Linked DNA regions of Macaca mulatta: region 1 is linked to region 2. The links are chromatin contacts, called in public Hi-C maps. All regions are on one chromosome and are shown on one strand. The core of a region is the stretch at or near the end of the contact, and the rest is flanking DNA. Distances in the headings are between cores, read along the strand shown.

Evidence for each region. A called contact is a pair of places that touch in the nucleus more often than the background predicts.
Region 1: a contact with region 2 is called in a Hi-C map of CD4 T cells, with 2.5 times the contacts expected there. The contact joins the promoter of CENPC here to the promoter of UBA6 in region 2. A contact is called at or near these places in 4 of 14 Hi-C or Micro-C datasets (CD4 T cells, blood, cortical neurons and 1 more).

Annotation. Positions count from the first base shown.
Region 1 is chr5:65,938,153-65,941,495 of T2T-MMU8v2.0, forward strand. CENPC (centromere protein C) reads left to right here and starts at 1,330. Exons shown (of 19, transcript XM_001099283.5): 1 at 1,330-1,555; 2 at 2,646-2,692. The coding sequence starts at 1,538.
Region 2 is chr5:65,790,530-65,794,028 of T2T-MMU8v2.0, forward strand. UBA6 (ubiquitin like modifier activating enzyme 6) reads left to right here and starts at 1,518. Exons shown (of 33, transcript XM_015138616.3): 1 at 1,518-1,635. The coding sequence starts at 1,565.

The DNA.
Region 1 (3,343 bases), core at 80-2,579, 150 kb after region 2:
TGTTTCAGTGCCCTTGTTTATAAAACAGGAATATTAATTGTTCTCTTCAATGCATGCGAAGCATTTACAGAACTGGGCATAGAGTATGCACTCAATAAATGTTAGTGTTTATTACTATCTATTCCAAATGTGATAGTACCAAATTATATATCATGTGGACTGATTGGCAAAACTGCCAAACATAGTAAAAGTGTCTCCATAATGATTCCAATAGCTTTATTATTGAATTCTTACTCTGTTCCAAACATTGTGTGTAGATCTTAACAGGAATTATTCAATTACAACATCTCAACCACTTAATATTATTCTCATTTTGCAGACAAGAGAATTAAGGAACAGATAACTTAGTTGCCCATAATGGCAGAATTAATGGAATGGAGTGCAATCTAGGCCTAATTTCTGTCAGAGTTCATAGTTCCTCTTTCTTTCCTATCAAAAAAAATAAATAAAATAAAAAATTGGCTTTCATAGGTGACAGCATTTATTAAAGCACTACATGTTTTAAAAATCTATTAGCTCAACTCCTGATTAATGTATTTATTCAATGAGTAAACTACTTTCTGATTAGAATTTTCTTGTAATTTTAAATTAAATAATAAAATAAGACACAGCTTCATAGAATCATACACTGGTCAGGTGAGAAGTCTTCAGAGCGTCTAAGTTAGACTTCCATTCTATCACTATGGAAACACCCAGAATGGTGCCGAAATTTTTCTCCCCATAACACAGCTAGTCATTGGCTGGCAGGTTTCAGGATTCTGTATAGAATTCTTTTCAGTGCATCATACTTAAATGATAGCTATTTACGTGGGTCATTTGTTGGCAATGCATCATAAAAACATCACCCACATACTTGAAAAAGAATACAAGCCATCATCACCATTATTACACATAATTATTCAATTATTTTCAGAGATGATGGTTAGATGGGTTGGGCGTGGCTGACGAATTTGCATTAGAAAAATCTCTTCAAAAAGATTCTGTTAAAAAAAAAGTCTTCAATTTCTACCTCTCATCCTTCCAAGTATTACTTATTATTCTTTAATAGAACTGTTGAGAAGTTTTACATTGGGCACAAGGAGCGGTTCCCAGGACCGCGCCTTCCAAATAAAGGCCCACTCTCGCGCCTGTCCCCGACGCGGCGCTGTGGAAGGGAGGTGGGAAGAGCAGAGCAGCTAGAGATAGGGCGGGCGGAGCTGCGGGCGGGAGGGCCATTGGCTTAGAGCAAGAAGGGGCGAGCTCACTAACCGCTTGCTTCCTATTGGACGGCGCAGCCCGTTTTGCGCATGTGCGGCTGGGTTCAAACCCATGCAGGCGCCGAGCGTTCTTGTTTTTTGAGGGCGGAGCTGATGGCGGGGAAGTGTTGTTAGCGCGCGCCTTCCGGATCCCAGCGCTCCCGGCCGTCCTCTTCGACTTAGGGGTGTTGCTTGGCCGCCGCCTGGTAGTCTGGCGGTTCATTTCTTGCTCGGCCTCCTGGAGTTGTGCTCCGTGTGGGCTTCCACCTCAGACCCCTGCGCTGGCTCAGCGGGGCCGGAACATGGCTGCGTCGGGTCTGGTAAGTGCGGGCCCTCGCGCTCCAGGCAAGCGGTTGAGCGGCTGGCTGGGGACACGGGCGCCCGAGGAGGGGGAGAAGGAAAGGCTAGGCTGGGGCTGTGGTCCATGAGGGATTTCAGTGGGAAAGCCGGAGGAATTTTTGAAATCAAGTGTGATCGTGTATCGATAATCGGAGTTAATTTACTGTACTTTTATTATTTCTTAAGTTTTCGTGTCTTCGTCTGTGCCTGCGTCTTACTCTTGAGAGGTGCTTGTGATTTCTGTTGGGGTGTTTTTTCGAGACGGAGTCTTGCTCTATCCCCCAGGCTGGAGTGCAGTGGCGCGATCTTGGCGTCTGCTTTTTAGTCTAGCTCCAGTTCCTAGTCCTCCAAATACTTTTCTCCCCATGGTAGAAGTATTGAAACGCCTTAAAAATGTGCCTTTGCGTCACACTTGCTAGTTGGGAGAAACAGATTATGTAACAAGTATGTCCCGAAATAGTTTGACGTTTTCAGTTCTTCTGTCAAAATGGTGGCCTTATATGCAGTTCTTGAGGCTGATTTATGGAGCATCAGTTATCGACAGTGTTCTTAAAGACAGCTATTAGTTAAAAGGTACAAGCTGTAAATGACTAATGGGGGCGGCAACTCATATTTTGTTTACATATTTCTGGACTTCTTTGGTGTTCACTATTCTATATTTCATACTTTGGTTATGGTTGCTATATCAAACCCGTATCATTTCTTTTCTAATTTATCTCCTCTTCTTCAGCTTCGATGATCTCCCATTGTGTGACGTTATACATATAAACATAAAGAGTTGTATGAAAGAATAATATAATCTAGACTTTTTACTATGAGCACATATATTGTTTACATTATATATAATCAGAAAAAAGCAATAAAGCCATTCTCACTGTGGGGAGAGAAGCGGAATAAAGCTTACCAGATGCCGGCCGTTCAATTTTTAAATGCCTATCATAACCTTAGAATTGTTTTGAGCCCTTAGGAGATATTTGGTGTATAGCATGCCCATGCTGGATGAAGTTACTTTGAAAATAAATTTTATTCTGCTATATCTTAAACCAAATGGATGATTTACTTTTCTTTCAGGATCATCTCAAAAATGGCTACAGAAGAAGATTTTGTCGACCTTCCAGGTGATTTATATACTTAAGCTTTTAAGATTATTTTTATTCTCATCGTTAATAGATTTTTAAATGAAGAAAGGAAAAACTATCACCTGTGACTAAAATAATGATTTCTATGCCCACTGATTAAGGGTAGTCATCTTATACTAACGGAATGTTAATGCAAGCAGTGCAATGACTTTGTGGCTGTGAAAAAAGAAATTCACCTGATAAAATAGTGGAAACAGGAAGAGGGAATCTCAGTTCTGACTAAGTGACTGCCATGGGAAAAGCATTTTGTAGAATGAATCAAATGGTAAAATTAGAAGGATGTAGCTTATTCAGTGGGGCAAAAACAAAAATAATACATGCTATCATGCATTTATTTGTTGGATGCTTATTTGGGTTGTTTTGGTCCTTCTTTTAGTTGTAAAACCTGTAAAAAGTAAATTTTCTAGTTAAATATTTACTAGTAATAGGATGAAAAGCATGTTCTTAAAAGTGAAGATGTTATTTGAATAACATCTTGTTTATTGAGCTGTGATTTTAGTAGGTCCGATAGGGCACAGAAGTATGTTATTTTGCTTCCAAGAAGCTTTCATTTCTATTGGGAAGATGTATATGTACATTTGTGAAATACTTTAATGGACAAAAATTAGTACTTATAATACTGAAGTAATG
Region 2 (3,499 bases), core at 268-2,767:
CAAAAAACAAAAAAACCCAGGAGATTCTAGTGAACCTAGTGGGAATAATAAGGAAGTATGCTCTGTTTTAACATTTACAAAGAAAGAAATGTTGAAATAATCTGATTTTTGTTCTGTTTCTGCTTTCTTCAGTCCTTTTCTGCCCATAAAGCCAATGTTCTCTGTTCAGCTCATTGGAACACTCATTCTATTTCATAGAAAAGTTACTTTCTTAAATTAATTTTTCATTTACTTTCTATTTTTGGCTTCCCACGATGAACCTGATAAAACTGGTGAGCAATGTTATCTCTATTGTCTGCTTATTGTTTAGTCATTAGGTTCTTTATGTTTAATAGGCATTCAACAAATAGGAAGAAAATTTGTATGGAAGGGAAAGCAGAGGGAGGGAAACAAAGAAACTGACAGTATCTGTAGGATGGGCTAGCCAAATATATTTTACTTATTAACTTTAGAATAAAGAGAAAAGCCAGGGAATAAACTTAGTGCTAGAGCAGAGCCTTGAAAGAACACAACACAGATCAAGTAAATTCTAATGTGGAAAATGTTCACAACCGGATTGAGGAACACAGATAATGCTATAGGTGAGCAACATAAAGCTTCCAAGTATTTTAAGATGTGCAATTTTGAAGAGAGTAGAGGGGCACAAAGGATAATACAGTTTTGCCTGGACCCTCATCTCCACATGAGGGAGGAAAAATTTCTAATTAAAAATATGATACATCACTGAAAATTACATAATACTCAAAGTATATGCTAATTTTAAAAATCCTGCAGATGTTTATTCAAATATACAGTGTTAGAGTGAAAGACAAATCCTAATGTTATTGTGTCCAACTCATTGTTGCTTTCTAAGAAAGGTGACACGAAGTAAATGAAAAGAATTATATGAGAACTCCTTAGACATGTGTTCTGGTAATCTAACAGTTATCAGCTCTATGACCTTGACCAAGTCACTAGCACTGACCGGAAGTTCCTTTCCCTTACCCACAAATTTGAGGGACCAAACTGGATGATCTAACGTCATCTATGGCACTAAAAATCACATGATTCTATTAAATCTGAGGCAGTTCCTCACATGTAGTGGACTCCCAAAATTATTTATTAAATGTATAACATCTTTAAGTGGAATCCCCTCACTGACAATCTGGAGCTATTAGCAGCCTTCAGTTTATTTATAAAATAAAGCTGTTTCCTCTTCTTACTATAAGACTCTTTTAAGGATCTGCAACGCAATCCCATCATTTCGCGGGTTACTAGAGTCCTGCATGTTTGGCTGTAGAGCAAGGGTGACGCGTAACTTCTGGACTTTGGTTCCATCTACATCTGCCGAATGCGGATGCCAGTCGCAACAGTAACGCCCCCTTCGGCCACCTGCACCACAGCACTCCATGCGGCCACACCCAAACCGGAAACCAGGACGCCCCTAGGGTTGACGGGAAGGCGCTGCCGGGCTCCTAGCTTCCCGAGGCCCGCCCCTCTGATGACGTCGCCGCCCGCCCCTTGACCCCCGCGGTCCCGCCTCCTTCCTACCTCCCAGTAGCCGGCGGCGGTGTCTCAGGCGGCAATGGAAGGATCCAAGCCTGTGGCCGCCCCTCAGGGGGAAGAGGCATCCTGTTCTTCCTGGGGGACTGGCAGGTGAGAGGACGAGGCGGGTGAAAGTGAGGGGGTCGCGGGTGGGACCCAGGCTCCAGGTTTCTGCTTCTTTCTTTCCGGCGGGCTGGGGGCGCCAGAGAGGCCGTGGGGCCGAGCAGAGCCGGCCCTGGGAGGAGAGGGGCGCGCGGAGTGGGTGTGGCGACGTGGGCTAGGGCCTCTGCTGTTCCCGGCTTTCCTGAGGAAAAGTCCCCTTTCCGCACCTTTGAGCGCTTTCTCAGTTCTGGCTGGGATTCGGGATCCTCCTTCCTCCGAGTCACCAGACTTGAGGGGCTCCGGCCGAGAGCGAGTTCTGGTCCCGGTCACTTGGCGTGAGCTTCCTCGACTGGTGCCAAGCACCTTTCCTCCTTTCCGTAAAAAGAAAGCGAAGAGCGCCACTGTGCACCTCCACTGAGATCCTCTTTTGAAAACTGTTACCAGAAGGAACTTGGTAAGAATGAATCAGTAGCAATCTGGACACCCTGAGGCCTCTGTTGACTATGGAAGAAAAAAAAAAAAAAAGCCAGGAAAAAAAAATACACAAGTTACCCATTCTTATTTCCCACTTGGTTTTGAAATTCTTTAGGGCTTTCCCGCCCCTGTAAAATTAGGGGGGAAATATTTGTGCCAGGCCTTTACCAGTTTCTTGGTTAGTAGTTCCTCTTTCGATCATCTCATAATTAATAAAGCAGGTAGTTATATTCTGTCCACCGCTGTCAGAATACACCATGTCAAAGATAGAAGTGATGGATGTATTATTTTCAGCTGATGTGACACTTTGTAAACCTGTAGCCTTTTCGCCAGTTTCAGACTGAAGGGATGCTTTCAGTTTCATGGTATTGTCTGCCATTGCAGACACTGCCAGACTTGAGGGATATTATGTAATATAACCCGCGCCTTATTCGAAGCGTTTTTGATTGTCTTATAGATTATATTATTTTTGCATATTCTTGAAACATTCCAGTGAGGTACAACTTTCTTAATAGTGCCAGTAATGCCATTAAGCGGCAGAGCTAGTTAGAATGTAGCTCTTCTCGTTTTTATTCAGATTTACCCACTAGGGCTATTGCCCCCGCCATGCAAGGAGAGCAGCAAGTGAAAGTGTACTAGGGATAAGGTGATAGGAAAGTAGATAATAAAAAATTTTGTTGGCTGGGTGCAGTGACTCAAACGCTTGCAATCCCAGCACTTGGGGAGGTCAAAGCGGGTGGGTCGCTTGAGCTCAGGAGTTCCTAGATTAGCCTGGGCAACATGGCGAAACTGTGTCTCTACGAAATACAAAAAAATTAGCTGGGTGTGGTGGTGCACGCCTGTAGTCCCAGCTACTCGGGAGGCTAAAATGGGAAGATCACTTGAGTCTGGAGAGGTCGAGGCTGCAGTGAGCCAAGATCGTGCCACTGCACTCCAGTCTGGGTGACAGAGAGAGAGACCTTGTCTCAAAAGAAAGAAAAGAAACAAATTTTGTTTATTTTAATATTTTGTTACAATGCCCAAACAGAGTATATTGTGTATGTGTGTGTGTTTTTTATTAGATAGGTGATCTCTTAGAACACAGCTATCTTCTGATTTGCCTTGGTAATTGGAATCAGTTTTTTTAATAGCTATCCATTTAATTAACTAGAAGCTGGTATCATTTGATATGTGTCAGTGTTTGGTGTGATAAATGATAACATTTTAATTATCTTTGTTTACAAATTCTTTAGCTTATTTATCAATGCTAGGACTAGAAAGTTGGATTCCAAACCTGAATTTGATGCCATCGCACTGTTTTTAGAATCCTTTGACGATTTGAGCTTCTCAGAACTAGGAATGGCCTGCACTTCTGCTAGTATATTGATCTCAGCTCTCACAGTGGTTCAGCTCCAAATGC